Linked DNA regions of Mus musculus: regions 1, 2, 3, 4, 5 and 6 are each linked to region 7. Evidence: chromatin contacts called from public Hi-C, HiCAR-type and HiChIP or PLAC-seq data. All regions are on one chromosome and are shown on one strand. The core of a region is the stretch at or near the end of the contact, and the rest is flanking DNA. Distances in the headings are between cores, read along the strand shown.

Region 1 (3,270 bases), core at 669-3,168, 2.9 Mb after region 7:
CGCCCCCTTCTGAATTTAAATTTTGTTTATCACTATGGACAGCAACCCCCTCTGCTATATTCCAAAGACCTAAGAGACCCCAGCTCTTTCTGAACTCGAAGGTCCTCCTGCAGGTAAGTCTGGAACCTGGAAACCATAGCATACCCAAGTGCACGTGTAGGGGGCTACAGCTGGGCATCTAGATCACCCTCTTCAACAGGTGACAGTGCAGGGGTCAATGTATCCAAAACGATGTATAGCCACCCGAAACGCATCAGCAAAGACAGGCAAAACAGTAAGAGCAAAACTGGGGGAACCAGACCTACAGGTCCTCCTACAAGTTTGGAGTTAGGTTACCAGAAGCTAGCGGCTTTGGGTAGCAGTTAGGGGCAAAGAAGGGTAAAGAATTAGTGAGACCCCAGGAGACGAGCTCACATGACCCCAGGGAAGCCAGGGGATCCCGGGTCGGCTTCCGAGACACACCTGCCACCCCGGCTGCTGCTCACCTTGAGGTAGTCGTTCTCCGAGCGCAGTTCCTCCATCTCCCTCAGCAACTCCTCTTCCTCAGCCACCACCAAGAGCCGGGGCTGTTCGCCCAGGCTAGGCTCCTTGGAGGTCCCCAGAATCGTCCGCTCCGGTGGCGCTCGGCCCCCAACATCCTCCTGAGAACCGGGTCCCGGGGACCCTGTGGAGGCCCCGCCTGGGCTGCTTCGGCCCCCGAGACAGGCACTGGCGACAGGGGGCGCCGCGAGCAGGATAGGGGGCTCGGGGCTGCCCGGCGGCGGCCCGCGGGATCCGGAGCTCGGAGTGGGTGCTCCGCGTATGGGTTCCCGGTCACTGGAGCCGGTGCCCGACTCAGCGTCGCTGCTGGCGGCGGGGAGTAGGCGCTGCTCATCAGACAAGGGTTCGGAGGCGCAGTCGGAGAGATCCGAGCTGCTGTCCGTGTGGTTGATACGACAGCCAGCCACCGAGGTCACAGAGAGGGTCACGGCGGGGACCCGGGAGGCGCGAGCCGGGGGCACGACGGCGCGAGCTGGAGGCGTCCCGGGGCCGCGCTTGGTTTTGCGACCCTTCGCGACGGCAGGCGGTGGCTCGGCCCCAGTCGGCCTCCCAACCCGGGACAGTGGCTCCGCCGGCCCCGCGCGCGCCGCCCTCCTGGTCCCCGGGACGGCCTTAGCGCCGCCCGCCGACCTGGCTCCGGCGCCCGGCGGCGGCTTGTCCTTCGCGCCGGGGACTACACCGCTGCGTCGGGAGAGGCGACCGGGCGCGGCCGGGGGCCCGGGCGACGGCGGCGCCTTCCCGGCAAGGCTAGGCGAGCGAGGAGCCGCGGGAGTCGGGGCACGGCCCGCAGAGGGGGTGGCCGTGGCGGGCCGCGTGTGCAGGTCCTTGAGGAAGGGTCTGGCGGGCGAGGGTGCGCGGTGCAGCCGCCTCCTCTCGGCCAGCGGGTGCAGGTGGTGGTGGCGGTGATGCTGGCCGGCTGGCTGCGGCTTGGTGTCCGGGGCGCCGCCGCCCGCGGGGCCGTTCAGCGTCTCCATGGCCCGGGCGGCGGCTGCGATCCGCAGCTCAGGCGGCAGATGCTCCGGGCGGCGGCGGCGGCGTGCAGCCTCCCCGCGCGCCCGGTCATCACTGACCCCCTGCCCCGCCCGGCGTGCACCCTGCGCTCCCGCCGTCCCCTCCCCCGCACTCAGCCGACCCGGGGGAGTGTGTCCCCTCGCTCAGGTCAACGGCGCTCGGATCCTCCTGGCACAGCCGCCACGGCCGCTCGCATCCCCTGCACCGTGCGTTCAGAGAGCTGAAGTGGCCGCCACCGCGGCCTCGCACAAAAACACTTGTCTGGCGACGCGCGCCCGGCTCCCGAGTTCCGCTCCCCGCCCACTGCCAGTCCGCGGGGGATCGGCAGCCACGGCTTCTGCTCGGCTGCTCCGGCGGAGAGAAGCTGCTGCACGCGCGTCCCCCTCCGTCCCCAGCCCGACGCGCACGCCCCGCCTCCTGCTAGCGGGACGGGGAGGGGGCGGGGCGGGCAGGAGGCGGGGCTGCAGCTCGGGGGACGCGGGAGACGCAGAGCCCGAGTGCCCACGCGTCCACGCAGCAGAGGACCACTCTTTGCCTTTGGATGTACTGGGGCTACCACCCTGAGCCGGCTAGGAAGGGAAGAAGCTGGGGTGAAGGGAGGGAAGAGGGCGGGCATCGGCCACTTGGGGACACTTCAGGTGCAGGCGGGGTAGAGGGCCCCTCTGCGGTGGGTGCCAGCCTTCTCTCTGTTCCACCCAGCCCCCTCTATCTGACTCCTGCCTCCCCTCTTCGCTTCGCTGCCCACCGCTCTCCCCAGAGCTTCTTTAAGGATTCCTGGTACCGGATGCAGCGTCAGGACCGACACAGCGCTCCACAGTTGGCACCCCCAGTGGCCTGGGCAGCTCTGAAAGGGAGGAGCCGCTGTAGAAATCGGAGAAGCAGCTCGTCAAGCCGGGGTCTGAAAGGGAGCTCACATTTATAGTTCCGGCGACCTTGCTCCAGGCACTGCTTCTACTCGCATGATGACAGTCCCGAATTCGAAATCCTGTTTTCAGAAGGAGACATGGGCACGAGGAAGTGAAGTGGCTTGTTTGAACTCCGGGGCTGAGCGGGGATTCAAACCTAGGTCTACCGGAGTCTCAGCAGTACACGTTTGCCTTAGAGCACCAAGGAGCCTGAGGGTTCCGCTCCGTGGGCAAGGTACTTGACCTTTTGGGTCTCCGATTCCCGCCTCACCTGTAGAATCAGAGAAAACCGAATGTAGATGTATTCTGATTAACTGAGCAAAGAGAAGGACTCACCCGTCCACTGTAAAGTGCTTTTGACAGATGTTCCGTGTGGTTTATATCCCAGGCTTTGGATGTTGGGCAATAAGCGCCCCGAGGACAAGTCTAAGTTGTCCTCTATCTAGATTCGGGATTTGGGGAGCAGGGATGAACAAGAAGAAGACGCCAGCGGGGAAATCCTGTGTGTTTCCTGAAAGATGCTGGTCTTGAAGTTCACAGCACAGTTAAGTGGGACAGGGCTTAGACCTAAAGCTGTGGAGTGGAAAGTGAAGGATTCTGGTTGATCTTATTTGCTGAGAAAGATCCCAGAGCCGCAGGGTGGGGCAGAGGGCATGGTGTGGGTGACTGCATCCCGAAGCACGAGGAGAGTACAGACTTGAAATGTTAAAGGAAAATTGTACTCAAAGTCCGTGGTCTTAACGACAGAATGGCCTTCCGTAGCCCGAACCGTCAGAAGCTGCAGGAAATGGCTTTTTTTTTTTTTTTTTTTTTT
Region 2 (3,031 bases), core at 329-2,828, 2.3 Mb after region 7:
TGACTGAGTGTAGTGAGAATTTGGTTTTGTTGAAAAACACAGAAAATTTTTATGGGAATTTGTTTTTGTTCTAATCCCAGGTGTGAGATATGGGGCTGCTTCATATTGTCCACAGAAGCTGACAGTGAGTTGCCTCATGCTCTAGCAGGGGTGTGAATTTGCCAGCTACAAATAGTTTCTGCCATTTGGGATTCCGGAGACTTTCCAGAGGGTATGTAAATACTAGGGCGGGAGAGATTGGTTGCTGTTTGTTAAGTAGTTGTGAGTAAAGAAACAGGAAGAAGAAATTAGATATACCTGACTACGAAGATCAAGCTTGCTCCAAGAAGCTCATCAACCCTCATCAGCAGGAAGTAGTCCAATATATAATGATGGCCCCTTCCACCCCTACCCTTTTTTAGTATTAGGGAGTTGAAAGGGTGAAAGAAGAGGGGTGGAAGAAAGAACACACAAAGTAGCCAAAGACCACCTACAACTTGTTCTGATTCCCCGTGTTTTAAAATGCCAATATGTTGCCTTGAATTAGGACTATGGTGCAGAAAGGAACAAGCTGAACCTTTAAAATCCTCCTTTTTTCATATCAGACTCAAAAACGGGCATCATGTATGAGACTCATTTTACGGGCGACCATTCTGGAGACCTCACTGATGTTGGATTTAGACCTAAGACTCACAGAAATGGGACGGCGAACTGGAGTCAGAAAAATCTGGATTTTGCCCTACTTTGCCTGGGGAACCTACAAGAACCGTTTAACTCTCTTCAAACAAAGGGACCAGTAAGATGTGTGATAGTTCACTCGAGAAAAGCGCTGCCAATCCCAGGCACCCGGCGACCGGACTCCCGAGGTAGCAAGCACGGTGCTGGATTCCTGACAGTCTGCCATTCCCCGGAGAGGCGGAGGGGGCAGGTATCCTCGGCGATCCTCCCTGCGGTCACAAGGCTAAGAACCGCGGAGTGACTGGACTCGGCCTGGCCCGCGCGCCCGGGCCGCTCAGGGTCAGCTCGGGCGGGCGCCAGGGGAGCGCGCGGGCTCGGAAGCCGGTGCCGGGGCTTTAACGTGCCGCGCCGCACGGGAAGGCAGGCCGGCTGGGCCGGCGGAACTTTTGTCATTCAAACCGTCGTCCGGCCCGGGGCCTGGGCTTTGTTCAGTCACTCGCGAGGCCTGGGCGCGCGGGCGGAGGCGGCGCTTCCTCCACTCGGAGGCGGGAGGCTCGGCCGCGGACCGCCGGCGACGCACGAGCAGGTCTGGGAGGGGCGCGGGCGACGAGCGGCGCGCGGCGGAGCGGGCGGCGGCCAGCGGTGGGCGAGGCCGGTGACCCAACAGAGCTGCGGGCCGCGGGGACCCCGCCCGCCCGGCTCGGGCACACGCCGCAGGTCCCCCGGCGGGCAGCTCGTGCCGCGCTCCGCACGCTCGGCGCCAGGGCGCCTCTAGCCACGGGTGGGAGCGCGCCTCGGGGCCGGGCCGGCCGGGCGCGGGAGGCGGGCGGCGGGCAGCGGGCGGCGGGCGGCGCGCGGGCGGGCGGGCGTACGGGAGCCGCCGCCGCAGGCCCGGGCCTCGGCCCGCCCCGCGCGCGCCCCCGCCGGCCCGCGCGCGCCCACCGGCTCTCTACTTGAGCGGCTCGCGGAGCGGGATCCCGGGAGACGAGGAGGCGGGGGCGAGCACAAGATGGCGGGTACGTGGCCCCAGTTCCCCGGGCGGCGGCGGCGGCGACGGCGGCGGCTCCCCGCGCTCGGCAGTGCCCGGGAGAGGCCGGCGCGGGGAGGCGCCGCCGGGCGGGCGGCGGGCGGCTGGGGCGCGGCGCCGGCCCGGGACGCTGACCCGGCCTTTCTTCTCTCCCCCGGCGCAGACCTCTCCCTGCTCCAGGAGGACCTGCCGGAGGACGCGGACGGACGTGAGTGGCGGGTGGCCTGGCAGCCCCGGAGGGCGGCGGGCGAGCGGGCGGACTCGGGACCCCGCCGCGCTGGGGAGCACCCGCGTGGTCGGACCTCGGCCGCCGCCCGCAGGCTCGGGCCGCGGGGCGGCTGTTGGGGAAGCAGAAGCCCGTGGGGCGGAGGCCGGAGAGGGGACATGGGTGTGTTTTTCCTGAGTGTCTTCCGCACCCTCGCCCCGATGAAGGAGGCGGCGGGTGCCGGGAGGTGTTTCCGCAAGGCTCGGGGGGCTGTGCGGCGTGCGGTGCTCGGCCCGCCCTCGGGGGTTCCCTCGCCCTAGTGTGTGCTGGTTACATACCTGTGTTGTACTTGACCTCTGAGCCGTTTCGGGTCCCCACCACCACCACTCACTCACACATTTGATTTCCGATTTTCGGGGAGGTTAGTAGGTGTGACCTTGGCAGGATGCAGTGACTAGGTTCAGAGAGCAGCTTTTTAAAATTGGGAGTGTTCAAAGCTCATTCTGGTACTTAAATGCTAAAATTGCAGGTTTCCGTTGAGATATTAAAGTTTTTAAAGAGTTGACTCTTTTTGTACATTAAAAAACAAAAAACAAAACCCAGTCAGCTTGTGGACATTGTTTCCATGTGGTGAAGGAAATGAGTTATTTAGAAAGATATCTTTCATTTTGAGTGTGTTTTGTGTTTTTCTAAGCTTCAGAAAATAATGGTGGTTGGAGACAGAAAAGACTATGACTTAGCTAACTTTATATGGGAAGAAGTTGTGAATTACACTTAAGTAGAAATGCTTTCTACTCGTGTTAATGTTTGCAGATAGAGTGACTGGTGGAAAATGCATTTTAGGAATAAAGTGTGCACAAAATGTTATTAAGTGTAGTTCATGGGAGATCTGAAACCAAGAAATATGCAGAGTTGAGCTGGTTGCTGTGATACAAGAGCTGTCTGGTGAGGGGAGAGAGCCTGCCTGGACTGGGGAGTGTGATTTCATACCTGTTCCGGTAATCCAGAGATGCCTTCGCGAAAATTGCTCTTACAAATGCTATGCAGATAGTCAGTAGCATTGTCTGATAGGATTTTCTTTACTCCACTTAAATTCCTGTTCTGAGCAATGGGAGGTGTTGCCTTGAGAAAGTGCCTTAGTC
Region 3 (3,197 bases), core at 653-3,152, 2.6 Mb after region 7:
CAAACTGTAACAAATTGAGAACAGCTTCCAACTTTCAATTCTAATATTCCTTCCACAAATACACTTAAACCCCTGGTTTCATTTCCAGAGAACTTTGCCAGTCTCTAAAACAGAACACATACGTTGAACAACTAGGTTTGTCCTGGGCCAAGCTGTCTTGGAGAGTGTTAGAAATTCGATTAGTACTTCTATCGACTATAACAGATTCTTAAGTAGTAAATAAAGCCTTTCTCTCTGCATCTATAAACCCAGGGAGAAGCATTACATACTTTTATACGTTTTTTGCTTTTAATCCAAATGAAAGCGCTCTCAGGAGGTTAACTGAAGGAGGTCAAGATGGCTCAGCGCATAAAGGTTCGAACCACCAAGCCTAAGAGCCTGCCTGGAGCCCACACAGGGAAAGGTGAGAACCCCAACTCCTAGGAAGTTGTCATCTGCCCTCCACATTCACCATGTAAACAAAATATATTAAAATATTAAATGTCAAACTGAAACGTTTTAAAGGGAACTACAACAATGTCTTCATTGTCACATTGGTGATTCTAATTTTTGCTTTTAAACCATTTGGCATCAAGAGAGCACATTTTGGCAGTTCTGAGTTAATCTCCAGGAAAGCCTTTGTGTAACGCTTTAAGAAAATGAAAAAAAGATCAGTAAGCAAGATTTTTAAAGGCCTACTTGGGCATATGTTTTTAATGAACAGATGACTTACTGGGATAGTTCATCTTTCTTTATAATTGACTCAGGCCATTTTAAAATAAGAAGAAACACATGGCTGAGAATGCAGGTTCGTCTCAACCACAGAATTAACGATAATCCCTGAGCGTCACTGATCGCCGGATTTGCAACATACTTCGCCCCAGTTCAAGGGGTGTCCAGCGGAAATTACAGTCCCTACAACCACACTGCTTCAAATGTTTCCGACGTACTCAACTAGTGCAATACTGTTCATTTCCATCCTCAACTATTCTCGCTGTAATTATTAAAACAGCTGTCAGCTGGGCTTCGGTGACCTCTTTGTACAGCGTTTTTATTCAACGCCGTGGATCCTGAAGGATGCGTCATCTCCATCTTACTCTCCAAAAACCAGATCTAAGATTCCAATACGCTCTAAGGGTCTCTGAACATCATTCCAATCGGAACTGGCACAAACTAGACCTGATCGCTCAACGCGGCAAGGGCAGGTCGCACTGGCATTTAGGACAGAACTGGCTCCGGCGAGCCGCAGCTCTTTCGCTTTCACGCACCTCTCCCGGGACCATCGCGCCTCCTACGCCCCGGCCCGCACCGAGTCTCCGACAACCGCGCACGCAGCGCCGCTGGCACCGGGAGCGCGCGGCGGCACGGCGCGCCCCCGCGATGCCGTCCGTCCCGGTGCGCTGGCGGCGCCCTCCCGGCCGCGCCATGTTCCGGTAAGCGGCGGCCAAGGCGCTCGCGCTAGCCGCCGCCCGAGCGTCGCCCAGCGGCGGCCCCACCTGCGCCGCGACCCGTCAGGATGCCGGGCGGGGCGGCCACCAACGGCCTGTCACGGTCCGGCCGGCCGCGCCGCGGGCTGGGCTGGGCCGAGTGGCGCGTAGCACACGGCTGGGCGCGGCTGGCAGAGGCGCAACCCCCCTACCTGGCTCCGGGGAGGAGACGGGGCACCGGGCTGAGGGTCTCCTCCCTGGTACCCGGGACAGACTCGAAACCGCGCCCTCCTTCCTCCCCTCTGGTCGCCACGCCCCCCTGGCCCGCACAGACCCGAGGCTCAGCGGGCGCAGAAGGGTTCACCCCCTGAACGAGGACCTCCGGGTGGCCGCCGCTGCCGGTGTCTCCGTCGCCGCTGCAACAGCCCCTGATGCCGCCGGGGCCAGGCTTAAAAACATCTCCGGTCTTGGTCGGTCTCTCACCACAGCCTCCTTGCTCCTGGACAGCGTTCTCCGCGATTGGCTGCGGCGCGAGCACGTGACCCGGGCGGACACGTGACTCCTGCAGGCACGGGACGGGCGGCGTGACCGCCGTGCCCCGCCCCCGACGCGCCCGTCCCTGGGCTCCCCGGAGGAGCGGAGCGCGCGGCGGCGGGTGGCGTTCTTGGGGAGCGAAGCGGAGCGGGTGGAGGGGGCCGGAAGTCCTGGAGCCGCGTGGGAGTCGGAGCAGCCCTCGAGCCGTCGGCCGGGGAGCTCCTCACGCGCAGTCACCACCACCGGAGATGTGCAAAAGGCGGCATGGGTGCTGGCGCCCGGCGGAGGAAACGCACATATTTTTGCAGGGTTTGAGTTGGGACGGCAAAACCAGCCGGAAACCGGGAGGGTTTTGTTAGCGGTGGTCGTGCGGGCGGGAGGGCACCGCAGCACTGTGGGGCAGGTCCGGGTTGCGTGACTGAGCCGCTTCGTGCGGCGCGGGCCGAGGGATGTCCCAGCCAGACGCACTCTGTTCCCAAAGCACGGCTCTAAGCACTGCTTGCAAAGAACGCATCGGTAAGCTCAGTTCTAGCCATGCGATCCTGTGACCTTTCTGAGCAGAAATTTCACCAAATTTGTTCCTGTGGTACTAAGTCTCATAGGGCGTGTGAGGAAATTTTACCATCGCAGCAGCTTGTCCTCAGACTTCCTTCTGAATACTTTAATCTACAGCGGTTAGCCTGCAACCGTTGTGCTTTAACCACCCTAAGAAGTTACATACTCCACAGGAAACCATCTTCTCCCTCTTCGTTAACTGTGGCCTCCTTCAGTATCCGTTAGTATCTTAATGATTTTAAGACAGTCCTATCAATAATAAGCTGTAAATTCTGATGTGAGTTTTGGGCTTGACAGGGACATAAACCTTCATTAAAAAAAAAAATCAGGATAGATTGTCTTCCATTGTTCTCAGCTATAAAAAACTTTCAGTATGAACAGTCTTCTAGAGAAATCTGTGTATGTGTGAACTGGGGACTGAAGCTCTGCCCTTGCTCATGCCAACCAAGTACCCAACAGTGGTGTATAGTGAGAGCTATATTTCTGGTGAAAACTTAACTTTAAAGACCTACCTTAGACCCTAAATCATAAGCACTCACAACCAGTTAGTCTTTTTATATAGGCAGAGCTGGAGAGATGGCTCTGGGGTTAAAAGCACTGTTTGAAGACCTAGATTCAGTTGTTCCCAACACCCACAAGACCACTCAAAACCTTATGTAACTTCAGTTCCTGGGTGTCCACTGCTCTCTTCTGGATTTGGTG
Region 4 (3,115 bases), core at 179-2,678, 2.4 Mb after region 7:
ATCTCTCTTGGGTCTATGGGACACACTGAAAAACAAGAAGCACTCTACTGACTGCAGACCTCTGAAAATGCTAACACCACTAACAGGAGTTCTTCATTTTGAAGAAGACATCCAGGACCTTGAAATCATCGAGATAATTCCTACTACAGAAAGTGATGGGACCTTTCCTTAAAGTGCTGTCTGAACACTAAACCAAAAGTAGGCTTATAACTTATCACTGAGTACTTTGTTAATAACGGCCAAGTATAGGTAATGCTACCCCAAAGCACCAGTGTTAGCCCACCCCCGTTCCATCAACACCACCAAAGCTGGGCAGTGCAACAGCTCAATGCCCACACTATAGCACTTCTGTCACAAGCACAGACCTCTAATGAAAACAGCTGTGATCTCTAAAAACCTTAGGGTACGCACGCTGCTCTCTCTGGAAGAATCCTTGTAATAATCTCCAAACTTGAACCAGCCCTACCTACTTCAGGAGACTGGAAAGTGGAGTAATTCGTCAAACCTGTTTCACAACGACATATTTAAAAGATGGAAAAAGAAAGCTGGCCTCGACTGAGAACACTCTGGTACGAAAACGCTTGAAAACGCCGTTGAGAATGGAGCTCCTAACTCCAGATCAGACAGAACACTTCTGAACCCTGGAACAAGTACCACTGCAAACAGGGTCGTCCCCTTGCCCAACGCCTGCCACGGGCGACAACAGGAGCTGTTCCCCCGACTCTACCCGGCAAACACGGAGACAGGTGGGCGAGCCAGATGCGCGAGGCAGATGCGACCCATAAACCGGAAGGCTTGCGTCAGGCCAGTCCCCGGCCGCAGCTCCGGCCAGGTGTGGCCCGCAGGGATGCCCCGAGGCCTGGAAGGGTCCGAGGAAGCAGCTGGACTCCCAACTAGCCTCTGGGTCCCAGAGCAACACAGGACACACCCGGGTGCTCCCAAGGAGGCCTGTCGGGCAGGCGGCGTGACCCACCCCAAAGGAGCAAGCTCCGGGGTGAAGCTTTCACGGACAACGTAAGGCGGGGCGGCCACGCCCCCCACCCCCAACTCCCATTCCGAGCCCGGGATCCCAAGCCCGGCACGCTGCGTGACAGGCGCGGGCGCGAGGCCGGGCGCCCGACGGCTCCCACGGACACCGCCGCAGCGTTGCGACCCCCGCGAGCGTCCGCTCCCCGCCACTGACCAGTGCCTGCCGCCGAGCGACCGTCCGCTCCGCTGCAGCCGCCGCCGCCTCCTCGCACTCACGCTTCCGCCACAACCGCCGCCTCCTGCGCTGCACCCCGGGCCGGCCGCGGGAGCCCCATTCCCACCCCGCCCAGCCTTCGCCTGTTTACAATGATTGGGACAGAACAGGACGAGCCGGCCCAGCGCGCACGCGCACGCCCTCCTCCCGCCGCAGCCGGCTTCCCGGGTCCTCGGCTCCTTGGCCGTGACGGCTAGGGCCGGCTAGGGCAAACGCCCCGCGTCCTCGCGTGGGGCACGCCGGGAGTTGTAGTTCTAGTTAACCCAACGCCCCGCTGCTGTAGGGCCCTTGTCTCCGACATAAACCACAACGCCCAGAAAGCACCGCGCCTCCCGAGCTGGAACTCGTTAAGGGGGAACAGGGAACCCGCGAGAGGATGCGCCAAACGCTAAGGCTCTGCAGGCGCCTGCGCAGTGTTCTGGGGAGCGAGTGGAACACACACACCTACCGGAGCGAATCCAAGTGAAAACAGTGTGGGAGCCCTGCGGAGCTCTGCTGGAAAGAAAGCGCGTTCCTCCCCAAGCTCTGGCCTGGTGTCCGCAGCTACTGAGAGTGACACTTTTCCCCCCAGCGTCTGCGTACTTTAAGTGGTTCCAACCAGTTAAACCAGCCTGGGCTGCTGACCCACCCCGCCTCTGGGCGGAGCACCTTGCTGGCCTTCTTTGGGCGGAGATCTTCCTTTGGAGAATTCTTGCCTGGGGGTTTGGAGAAAGGAGGCTTCTGGGGCCAGGGCTGGGCAATCCGCAGGACCCCTGAAGTGTGTTGACTTGCGGGAAACTGCTGGCTCCCACCCACTTGCCTCCGCAGTTAGCAATCCATACCCGAGTTAAAGCCGCACAGCATCACGTTCAGCTTACAAATAGAAACAGCTGCGTATCCTCCAGAAGTCCCCCACGAAGGACGGAAAACGTGTTGGCTGGTGCATACTGTAATAAACAGCACTCCATGGAATTATTCTGGGTTTATGACATTGGCAGTCAGAAGAGAGATGAGATTTCTAGTGTCTGCTTCTTCACTGATCCATCGTGTGCTACACTCCCAAGCCATCTTTGCTCAAATATGACAAGTCCATCCCCTTGTGCAAAAGAGTCACTCCCAGTGGAACACTGAGGTCCTAGAGGGACCTTTCCACAACCCCTGTAGCAATAAAACAGCCTCCATGAGAAGATGGCCTGTGAGTACGCCAGTTAAATTACTCCTTCCCGCTGGCAGTTCTGATTTGGTCAAGGGATAAGCACTGCCTGAGCGGGGCTTTATGGAGCCTTCCCTGGAATTGACATATGGGATAATGAGGTGGGGAAAGAGGCTTTTTTTTTTTTTTTTAACTGAGTAATTTACGTGTAACATCACGTGACTCGTTCACCGTGGAAGTGAATAAGGCTGAAAGCAGAGAAGTGGGGGACACAGCAAGGGAGAGGGAAAAGCAAGAGTGAAGACTGACTTCCTTCTGAGCCATAGTTTCTGCAGAGCCTTTAAGTGCCGCGTTTACGTGAGCCAATCCAGGAGTAATCTATGCACACTTTTTTTTATTATTTATTTGTGCTAATGGAGGTGCAAATAAAGAGCATATTTATTGGCTGTTTCTCAGCAGTCTTCCCTCCCCCTTAAGGAACACCACATAACCATTTCCGCTGGTAACTGTTTTAGAACTAGGCATCATGTCCAACCAGAGCCAATAACCCACAGAGACAGACCGAGGCTTCCACTAAACCGAAGCTTCCTCTCTGTTCTGGTGCAGTGAAGTACTTGAGGTCTGCAAAAGGAGGAACCATTTTTGTCTCCTATCAGAGAAAAGCTAAACAGAAGAGAACTCAGGGAGAGGATGAAGCTAATAATGTCAAACAAATGCAATGTGTTCCGGGACAGAAGGTA
Region 5 (3,106 bases), core at 46-2,545, 2.6 Mb after region 7:
ATGGTGAGATCTAATTTCAAAAGGAAAAAAAAAAAGTACTATAATCCAATTCACACTGTTACCTGGACCTAGAAGTACATTAAGGCTTCAAATAACTAGGGACAGACTCAACATTCCCATTTCACAGCTAAAGAAACAAAGACTAATTCTCTAGGTCATGTCACATAACTACAAAAGGTCACCTGGGATGCCTAAGTCTAAAGCCCCAAATGGTTTGTTTACACACACACACACACTATATATATATATATATATATATATATAGTCTTTTGTTGAGAACTTAGTTTTTGTTTTACTGTTAGGAAAATAAAATCCAACCAAACAAATAAGGCTTCTTTCTTCCCTGTAGTTGCCATGTAGTTAATTTCAATAGCCATTACTTTCTGTGTGCCCATGCACTCTCCGGACACAAGCTCAGCTTGTGAAGGTCAGACCACAACTAGTCCTCACACCTGGAGGCCAGCACCTTTCCACCCTGAGCTACCTCGCAGGCCCTGGAATCTGCATTTTAGCTTCGCTTCAGTGTTTCAACTTCAGTTCAATTCCTTGGCCTATCTGAGATGCACCTGACACTCAAATGGCCATAGAACTACGACTCTTTGGTCAGTGCGGTTACTCGTGCTACTACTATTCTCTCACGGTTAATTCCTACGATTCTCTGCCGAGCATTTCCTAAAATGAATGAACAACTTCAGTAAATGAAACGCTGGTCACCTTTATCTAGTCCTGAAGGAACTCGGCAAGCCTTTACCAAGCCTATCAGCGTTTTCTCCAGCATGCTTTTAAATCCGATGCAGCGCAGCCGCTATGCCTGACAGACAAGCAGCCCAAAGCTTCGCTGCTAGGATCCTGGAAGCAGCGGGCCGCCAGGGCCCCCCACTAGCTTCCGCACCAGGATAAATGACAATCGCCTTCCTGACCTTGACTAAGTTAGGGGTGACTTTCCCCGGCCCGGTGCGGGCGGCCCGCCACCCGCCGCCACCGCAGCTGCGGAGCATCCCGGAGGCACTGAGGACGAAGGCCGCGGCGTCCCCGCCGCCGCCAGCTGACCTGTCCAGCGCCTAGGGGTCTCCGAGGACTAAAAGCTAAGGGAGGCACGAAGAGCGGGAGACTGTGGCGACAGTGCCCGGGGTTCACCCCGAGCCTCTTACCCACTGAGCAGCGAGGCCGGTCGCCCTGGCCCGCAGCGCCAAGGAGAACATGGCGGGGTACGCGATGCTCCGACCCCGGCCGCTCTAGGCTGACTGGGAACGAACGAGCCCGGAGGCCCGGCGCGCGCGGCCCCGCGCCCAGGACGCACGGCGCGCGCGCGCTCACGAGCCCTGGCCTGGGCGTCCCGAACGGTACGCCGTTCCTGACGCAGCGGCGCGCGAGGGCTGCTGGGACCGGTGGGCGGGCCCGAAACAGCCCAGTCCCTAAAAGGCCGGCCCGGTTGGGCCAGCTGAGTCCCCGCCCTGAGGACGAGGCTCGCCTTCTCGAGGCTCTTGTGTTTGTTGAGGACGAGGCGTACCTTCTGGGGGATCTTGTGTTTGTTCTGTCAAACACCTCCTCTGGTATTGCAGTTATTTCTTTCAAAATTCGTTTGGTTGAGTCTTTTCTTACATACGATCGTATTTAAAGGGCTGCCACCTAGTGGACTTGGACAGCAAGTGCCTTGGCTCCCAAGCCTTTGCGTTAGAGTCTGTAAAACGACAGGCTAAACTGGAATTGACTTCGGGATGCCAGTGAGTGGGAGGTAGAAATGATGACTGTTGATGCTGCGCGGTAGACGAACAAATATTCTTTGTGCTTGTGTATGCTCTAGACATTTTCCATGATAAAACTGGTGGAGGGAGGAACCTACTGTCTTCTTGATTTTTGTTTGATCTCAGGAAACTCCTAGCAGCTTTAGTACGCATCGTGCTGTTTCCAGCTGTCGGTATTTTACACAGGTTTTGAGTGATCCTCAACCTTCAGACAGGCGCATACTGCCACCTTGGGCTTTTAACTTATTCTTGACTCTTCTTCTGACTGTCGTTTTGTGTGTGTCTTCTCTATCCACCCCTTTCTTTTTGCTATAATAAAGTTGTGAATAGTTTCCGTAATTTTGACAACAGAATGAAGATTCTGAAAGGTTATTCGTCATGAGTTTGTTTTTTTAAAAAAACAAAAAACAACAAAAAAAACCACCCAAGATAATCCATTGCAACCTGTGTGAATCATATTCTACAAATTATTAGACTCAGCCGGGCGTGGTGGTGCACGCCTTTAATCCCAGCACTCTGGAGGCAGAGGCAGGCAGATTTCTGAGTTCGAGGCCAGCCTGGTCTACAGAGTGAGTTCCAGGACAGCCAGGGCTACACAGAGGAACCCTGTCCCGAAAAACCAAAAAAAAAAAAAAAAAAAATTATTATTCGACTCAAGAAATAGTGTTTCTAACCAATGATACTAAATTCTTTAGTTCCTATTGCATTATCTCCAGTATTAGTTTACCACTAATAAATTTGCTTCAGTACTTCTCTGAGGGAATGAAAAGATACTGAAAAAGAAAAAATAATCCGGGTCCCATTACTGATTTGTTTTATTGTGTGCACCCAAACATATTGTCACCATCATTAGCAGCTGTAATACTTTGGCCTTTTCAGAGTCTCATGTTGCCCAACCTGGTCCCAAACTCGCTATAGGTGAAGCTAAAAGACCCTCACTCAAGTCTTGGGATAATAGCGGATCCCCAAGAACTCACAAGAGACCAAGCTTGATGTAAACCACATGAGGCTTTATTCTGGGAAAGCCAGAGCTCTTGGGACGACTCATATCCCATGCAGGGGTAGAGGAGTCGACCCCAAGGGAAAAGGGGGTCCCAGTTTTTATAGGCCCTCAGGGGGGAAAGGAGAAGTGGGGGAGTAGGGGATTTCCAGATCTAAACAATGTAAAAGGATTGATTTCTCAAGAAATGGGTATGGGAGGGAAACAAGGAAAGAGTTTAATGAAGGTACAGTAACTCAGGATTGGCCCAGCTGTGGTTGCTGGGGAGATTTTCCGACTCTATCCCAGCAACCAATATCACAAACAGTGAGGTGCAGCAGTGGGCACACACCTGGGTTCAAGGAACGGTCAGAACATTGGC
Region 6 (3,044 bases), core at 384-2,883, 2.1 Mb after region 7:
TATCACCCACCGTGGGCTGGGGCCTCCTACATCAATTACTAATTAAGAAAGTGCCCCCACAGGCTTGTCCACAGCCCAATCTCCCACATGTAGTTTTTCAACTGGGGAATCTCCCTCTGAGATGACTCCAGTAGTGTCAAGTTGAAATGAAACTAACTAGTACTTTCTTACAACTTACTTAGGCTCCCTGGAGAACCTCCTTAGTCCCTCCTGAAGGACGATCCCCCGAAGACACTAGGTCACCTCTCAGCATTCCTATACTAGAAGCTTCCAACTCACAAACACTTGAGAACAAACTACAGTACTCACTGTAGCTTTCTCCTAAGCATTGCCTCTGAGAAGTATCACATGATAGCAAATATGTATCTCCTGCTGGACTGTCTTTTCCCTCCTCCATAAGCCCTCCTCATGTGTCACCATCCTCCTACCTTCTGCCTTGTGGCTAGTCCCAGTTGGATCAGCCATGTGTACCTCACTAGGCATAACTACAACCGAATTACCTTTCCACAGGCTGGGGTGAAGCTCAATCGTATAACTTGCCTAGCACTAGGTTCCATCTTTAGCAACACAAAGCGCATGCTTGCTCTTGTACATGTGCATGCACACGCACATACACATATGCACATGCGCATGGACACACACACACTCCTCCTGTAAGTGCAGACTACTCATGTGCAAGTAAGCATGCTCATGTGTGGGTACACACATATGCTCCTGGGCACGCATGTGTGCGCACACACACCTTTCAGAAAGAGTTCTGTTATCTTTTTCGAGGTCGCTTGCTTGCTTTCCGAATTTACTCTGCCTAGCCATCCAGTCCCAAGAATATATGTGAAAATTGAAGTTTTGCATTTAAGGCAAAGTTTTAAATTATTTTATGTTTATGGGTTTTTGTTTACAGGTCTGTCTGTAGGCACCACTTACATGCCCGGTGTCCAAAGAGGCCATAAAAGAGCATCAGATCCCCCAAAACTGGAGTTACGGACAGTTGCGAGCTGTCATGTGGGTGCTGGGAATCAAACCTGGGTTCTCCAGAAGAGCAGCCAGGTGCTCTTAACCATTGAGCCATCTCTCCAGCCCAAGGTCTGCATTCTTAACAGAGATGTATTTCTATGTTTCTTTTACCACACTATATACTAACAGTCAAAATGAAAGAGGTTGTCTAGACAGTGGCATGTCCATGTTGTCTATAGAAGCTTTGAGACATTGACTAGAAGCGACGTAATCATCTGGGCTTGGATAGCAAACATATTCTACTAAGGGAAAAAGGGATGCTGGTATCAGCCCATGCATTTCTTTCCTAATAGAATATACATTCTCTGTTCCTTCCTCCCCAGTCTTGATCATACCCACCCACTTCCCCTTTCCCTCCTCCTCATGTAATCTCAACACATTTCCCTCCTCACTCCATGTCCGTCTCTTTTCTGCAGCCCACTGAGTCCGATTAGCGCTGTCGGTTGGAACGCTGGCTGGTCTTGCTGGTTTGATCTTGTGTGGCGGCTGTGAGTCCGTGAGTGCCACAGCCAGGAGACAGCATCTCACAGCATTCCTTCCCCTATCACGTGCATCCTTCTTCTCCTCTCTTCTAGGATGGTCCCAGGAGCCTTGTAGAGGAGGGTTGATATAGGCGTTTCATTTAGGGCTGAGTGCTTCTCAACCCTTTCACAATTGTTGGTGTCATAGAAGGGATATTGTTACACGGGGCTTCATTCCTTGGATGTGGGCTTTACAAGGCAGCAAAGGATGATGACATTGTGATGTCAATGAGGCTTCCCAGATGAGAGGAAGGGACAATTTCTCTTCCACGCTGTGAGTGGGGAAGCCAGAGGGTAGGCACATATCCGGTCTCAAGCTAGAAGCATCAGTGTAGATGTTGGCTTCATGTGCCCACAGGAAACCTGAAAGCTGAAAGTCATGCTCTGATGTTCTCACTGAGGAGTCTCCAGGAAGATCCACATCCACAATGGATGCCATAGCCTATTCAGGATTTGTCCCAGCAGAGAAGTGAGTGCAGGCCCAAGACAGTGGGGTAGGGGACACAAGCCTGCAGGGGAAATGCTAAGGATCTGTCCGTCCTACGCATACCCGAGTGAGGCTGGGAACAATTAGACTAATGGACCATGGAGGCCTACAGATGGCAAAGCAGCCTGTCTGCTGGGAAAGGGGATATGGTCAGAGGCAAGAATCACTGTATTAGAAAGAGGACAGTGTCTTCTGGTACATCAAGGGATTGCTTGTGCTTCTCAGCCCAGGGCCAAACAAAGCCAGGCCACACTTCACAAGGGAAACCAGCAAGAGGTCAGAGAGCCTGGCACAGTGAATCCATAGAGCTCTGTGTACCCACCTGCGTGGGAGAGGGAGGAACCTGAAACACAAGGCTGTCGCTACAGCAAAGAGAGCCCTGGGTGCTGAAATTCTAACAGGTTCGTTTAATTTGTCATGCCTGCTTCTCTGAGCTCCTTCTTAATCCCATTGAGGAAAGGCTCAAGGGGAAGATTTAGATTCATTAAAAAAAAAAAAAAAGCGTTTGAAGCTGCACTAAATCCAACTGTCTTAGCGAGAGCGAGGAAATCGGCCTCTGCTGTGGCTGCTGCCTGGATCTTGGTCATGTGTTAGCTTGGCAGAGCTCTGCTGGTGTTTTCCTTTTCCTCTCGCAGCTGATGGATTTCAAGACACTCGAAACACTAATGGTGCTGAAGAATTTCCATTCCACTCGTGGTGTGTTTGCCTTCTGCACAGGCATGTCTCCCAGTCGCCCAGGAACCCTTCTGTGAGTCAGGGTGTGTCTTACTTAGGAAGCAAATAACCAGCTATTTTAAGCACAAGAAGGTTTAGGCAGTTATGAAATAGCCTGAAAGGATCTTATTTGGTCTCCAAACAGTGTGCAGTATGGCAGAACAGACCTACCCATGGGGCTGCCGCCGCCAAGACTCCAGGAAGACTGGGGGAGGAGGCTGCCACGACCACCACCAAGGTGGGCTTCAAGCACTTTCTGCCAGAGATGCAATCCCAGAGGGGGGGGCCTCTGGATTTCCTCTCAGATC
Region 7 (3,065 bases), core at 244-2,743:
GACAGTCGCAGGGGTTTTCGGGGGGCTCCTGACAGTCCGCGTCGCCGCTCTCGGGCTGCTGCTGGGCAGACGAGGGGGCGGTGCCCCCGGCTCGGACTGTGTCCCCGGCGGCGGCCACGATGGGGGCACACTCTGAGGCGGGAGAGGCGGGCGCGGGGCAGAGCGGCGGCGGGGGCTGCTCCGGGGCCTGGCAGCAGCCGGCATCGGGCGGCCGCGGCGGCGAGGCACCTCCTCCCGCGGGCCCTCCCCCGCCGCCGCCGCCCCCGCCGCAGCCCCCGCAGCCGCAACGGGGCTGCTTGCAGGGGGTGCAGGCGGGGACCCCGGCCCCTTTCCGCTTGCAAACCATCTCGAGGGCCGTGGCGGGCTCGGCCTGCGGCGGCGGCGCCGGCGGTGCCCGGAAGAGCTGCACGGCGGCCAGCGGTCCCAGGAAGCGCACGGGCCCCACGCCGGCCAGGAAGAGGCTCCGGCCCTGCTGCTCCCAGGCGGCGGCGGCGGCCAGCCCCAGCTCCTTGCAGCAGGACGCGGGCGACGAGGCAGCGGCGGCGGCGGCGGCGGCCGAGGACAGCAGGAAGCGGCGTGCGGCGGCGGCGCAGTCCTCGGCGGCCAGGGCCGCGTAGCGCCGCGCCAAGTGCTGCGAGGAGACGGCGGCGTAGGCCCCGTCCCGCGGCGGCGGCGGCGGTGGCGAGAGCGGCGGCTCCTCCTCTAGGCCGGCGGAGGCGGGCGCGCCGGGGCTGTGCACGATGAAGCAGAGCATGCAGGGCCCGCGGAAGAAGCAGTCCCGGCTCCGGGGCGCCGCGGGCTGCGGGGACGCCTTGGCCAGAGCCCGGCGGGGCAGTCTGAGGAGAGGGCGCCGGCGGCGACACCAGCTGCAGCAGCGAGGCCTCTTCTGGCTCGGGCGGTTACGCGGCTCCTTCGAGAGAAGGTGGCCCATATAGAAGGCCCCGAGGAGGGCGACCGGGACGGGGCGGGAGAGGGAGGCCCGAGGGGCGGGCTCCGGCGGCGGGGCAGGCCGCTGGCTGGGTCGCCCGCGCCGCGCACCCGGCACACGCGACGGCGGGGGTGGGCGTCAGCTGCGGGCCGCCCGGGTGCCCGACGCGGGCTACATGCTTTGCCCCCCGGGGAGCCGGGAGGAGGACGGGCGCGAGCTGTGGGGACGCGAGGGAGGGAAGCGAGTCTGCCGGCCAGGCCAGCCGGTTCAGTCAGTCAGCGCCGCGGCGGGGGCAGCGCGGGCCCGACTCGGACCATTTTAACTGCGGCTGGGCCGGCGGCGCGCGAGCCCGCGACACGGCCCGTCGCCGCGGGAGCGCGCCGCCCGCTCCGGGAGGGGGCGGAGCCGCCCGCGGGGGCGCGCGGGTCTCACCCAGGGGCGGGAGCGCCGCCGGGGGAGAAGCGGGGACCTCGGGGCTGCGCGCTGACGGGGCCGCGCACTCCCTCCGGCTGCACACGGAGGTGGCCTGGACGCCTCCGGGCTCACGCCCCTCTCCCGAAGCGGATGGAGACGCTTCCGAGCCAGCTGGGTGACATCCGTTTCCACGGCCGCGCTGACGTCTGGAGGTGTAAGTTCAAGAGCTGCCATTGGCCAGGCTCAGCTTGGCTCTTCCCCTTCACTTCCCACCCCACCATCGCCCTGACTCGGAAACTGAGGCCAATTGAGAACGGAAGAACCAGTTCCACCTGAGAGGCCTGAGCCCTTGGGTGATGGGTGACAGTCCAGTAAGGATCCGTTAGCTAGGTGACTACACTGATTCTACTCCTGTGTCTAGGCACCTGTTGCATACTGCTGCCTTTGCACACAATTGCGGGCTGAAAACATGTATCACGCTGAAAACAGGTATACACGCTGGAAAAAACACTCCAACATTCCAGGCTCCAAGCTCAATGTTACTGTTGTTTGACACCTTGAAATCCAGTCTGTCCACTCTGTGAATATTAGTGTGGTGCCCTTAGGACAGACTTTGGTGGCTAAGGTGGGGAACTAAAACATGCAAGTTGATCAGACTTCAGAAGTCTTAAGTTACAGTGATGACACAGGTTCTCGGATGGGGAGAGGTCAGCTTTCACAGGGGAGAAGGTAGGGAAAGTTAGTTGTCTTAGTCTCTTCTGCTGCTATAACAATGCTACATACAACAGTAAACTATGAAGAAGTTTATCTCGCTCTGGAGGCTTTGGAAAGTAGAATAACATGCAGTGTCAGCTAAGTGGCAGGGTAAAAGCGCCGGAAACTGTCTATCATTTTTTATCGGGAACCTACTCTTGTGGTAACAATTTGTTCCTGGAGGGCGGAACTCTAGTGTCCTCATCACCTCTTAAAGGACCCCCTTAGGAATGTTGCATGCATACTGTTAACAGTAGCAAATTTCAGGGTAAGTTTTGGAGGGAACTTTGAAACCATGCTAAGAGTCCAAAGCAGTGGATCAGGCAGTGGAGAGGACTTTAGAAAAAGTGTCAGTGGGGGGAGTGGCAGAAAAGAAACAAAGGCTGCGAAGAAATGAGGTGATTTGTTTCTGGCAGTTTCTACTCTTCATTAAAAGAAGCCCCACCCCTCCCTGCTGAAGAATATACTCCCTGGGTATATTCAAAAGCTACCGGGGAGAGAGTTGAGGATATCAGAATTTCAAAAACCAATGGGAAAAAGATTTGTCCAGATATTCACATATTTGTTACTCTCAAATGTGCTGTCTGAACTCCTTCACCTACGGATATCCCCCACATGCCCATGGTTCTTCTGCCTGTAATCGAGGAAAGGGTCTTCCAGGCTCTCAGAGCTCCATTCGTGAATCGTCAAGTTATGGCCATCTCGGCTTGGCTCTTTTCTAGAGCAAATGAAGCTAAAATTGTGCAGAAAGTACAGCCCTGTCAGTTTCTTGTAAGTCAAGCATTCGTCTACCCTTTGGCACATAAAGACCCACATCTTGTGTTCACCAAGAGAAATAAAGTCCTGTCTGCAAAAAGACTTGTATGGAAACGCAAATGTACTGATGAGAGCAAAACTCTCAAGGAGCCCAGATGTCTGTCAGTGGGAGAATGAGGAAGCTGGAATATTCAGTGCACCACTACTCTTGAAT

Evidence for each region. A called contact is a pair of places that touch in the nucleus more often than the background predicts. HiCAR-type assays count read pairs that join an accessible place to other places. HiChIP or PLAC-seq counts read pairs in DNA pulled down with a chosen protein or histone mark.
Region 1: an H3K27ac HiChIP or PLAC-seq map of large pre-B cells shows a contact between it and region 7, with 7 times the contacts expected there. The contact joins the promoter of Mtcl1 here to the promoter of Fbxl17 in region 7.
Region 2: a contact with region 7 is called in a HiCAR-type map of astrocytes, with 8 times the contacts expected there. The contact joins the promoter of Ppp4r1 here to the promoter of Fbxl17 in region 7. A contact is called at or near these places in 4 of 39 promoter capture datasets (hippocampal neurons, liver, pre-B cells and 1 more), 3 of 484 Hi-C or Micro-C datasets (the G1E-ER4 cell line, embryonic stem cells and muscle stem cells), 6 of 115 datasets of contacts at active chromatin or transcription factors (astrocytes, embryonic forebrain, embryonic hindbrain and 3 more) and 2 of 9 other capture datasets (adipose tissue and liver).
Region 3: a contact with region 7 is called in a Hi-C map of regulatory T cells, with 13 times the contacts expected there. The contact joins the promoter of Ankrd12 here to the promoter of Fbxl17 in region 7. A contact is called at or near these places in 3 of 39 promoter capture datasets (erythroid cells, liver and pre-B cells), 1 of 484 Hi-C or Micro-C datasets (regulatory T cells), 1 of 115 datasets of contacts at active chromatin or transcription factors (astrocytes) and 1 of 9 other capture datasets (adipose tissue).
Region 4: a contact with region 7 is called in a HiCAR-type map of astrocytes, with 4 times the contacts expected there. The contact joins the promoter of Ralbp1 here to the promoter of Fbxl17 in region 7. A contact is called at or near these places in 3 of 39 promoter capture datasets (hippocampal neurons, liver and pre-B cells), 1 of 115 datasets of contacts at active chromatin or transcription factors (astrocytes) and 2 of 9 other capture datasets (adipose tissue and liver).
Region 5: a contact with region 7 is called in a HiCAR-type map of astrocytes, with 4 times the contacts expected there. The contact joins the promoter of Ndufv2 here to the promoter of Fbxl17 in region 7. A contact is called at or near these places in 3 of 39 promoter capture datasets (the 3T3-L1 cell line, liver and pre-B cells), 1 of 484 Hi-C or Micro-C datasets (muscle stem cells), 1 of 115 datasets of contacts at active chromatin or transcription factors (astrocytes) and 2 of 9 other capture datasets (adipose tissue and liver).
Region 6: a contact with region 7 is called in an H3K4me3 HiChIP or PLAC-seq map of forebrain, with 11 times the contacts expected there. The contact joins the promoter of Txndc2 here to the promoter of Fbxl17 in region 7. A contact is called at or near these places in 2 of 39 promoter capture datasets (embryonic stem cells and hippocampal neurons), 1 of 115 datasets of contacts at active chromatin or transcription factors (forebrain) and 1 of 9 other capture datasets (adipose tissue).

The regions. Positions count from the first base shown.
Region 1 is chr17:66,447,832-66,451,101 of GRCm38.p6, forward strand. Mtcl1 (microtubule crosslinking factor 1) reads right to left here and starts at 1,919. Exons shown (of 14, transcript NM_172963.4): 1 at 486-1,919. The coding sequence starts at 1,514.
Region 2 is chr17:65,781,777-65,784,807 of GRCm38.p6, forward strand. It overlaps Ppp4r1 (protein phosphatase 4, regulatory subunit 1), which reads left to right and starts at 1,579. Exons shown (of 20, transcript NM_001114131.1): 1 at 1,579-1,673; 2 at 1,848-1,892. The coding sequence starts at 1,667.
Region 3 is chr17:66,075,144-66,078,340 of GRCm38.p6, forward strand. It overlaps Ankrd12 (ankyrin repeat domain 12), which reads right to left and starts at 1,903. Exons shown (of 13, transcript NM_001025572.1): 1 at 1,741-1,903.
Region 4 is chr17:65,883,495-65,886,609 of GRCm38.p6, forward strand. Ralbp1 (ralA binding protein 1) reads right to left here and starts at 1,429. Exons shown (of 10, transcript NM_001198949.1): 1 at 1,184-1,429.
Region 5 is chr17:66,100,264-66,103,369 of GRCm38.p6, forward strand. It overlaps Ndufv2 (NADH:ubiquinone oxidoreductase core subunit V2), which reads right to left and starts at 1,296. Exons shown (of 8, transcript NM_028388.3): 1 at 1,152-1,296. The coding sequence starts at 1,202.
Region 6 is chr17:65,640,571-65,643,614 of GRCm38.p6, forward strand. It overlaps Txndc2 (thioredoxin domain containing 2 (spermatozoa)), which reads right to left and starts at 1,634. Exons shown (of 3, transcript NM_001146002.1): 1 at 1,407-1,634. The coding sequence starts at 1,411. Gm35477 (a long non-coding RNA gene) reads left to right here and starts at 1,740. Exons shown (of 5, transcript XR_003952220.1): 1 at 1,740-1,809; 2 at 1,894-2,423; 3 at 2,658-2,770; 4 at 2,882-2,974.
Region 7 is chr17:63,499,087-63,502,151 of GRCm38.p6, forward strand. It overlaps Fbxl17 (F-box and leucine-rich repeat protein 17), which reads right to left and starts at 1,494. Exons shown (of 9, transcript NM_015794.1): 1 at 1-1,494. The coding sequence starts at 931.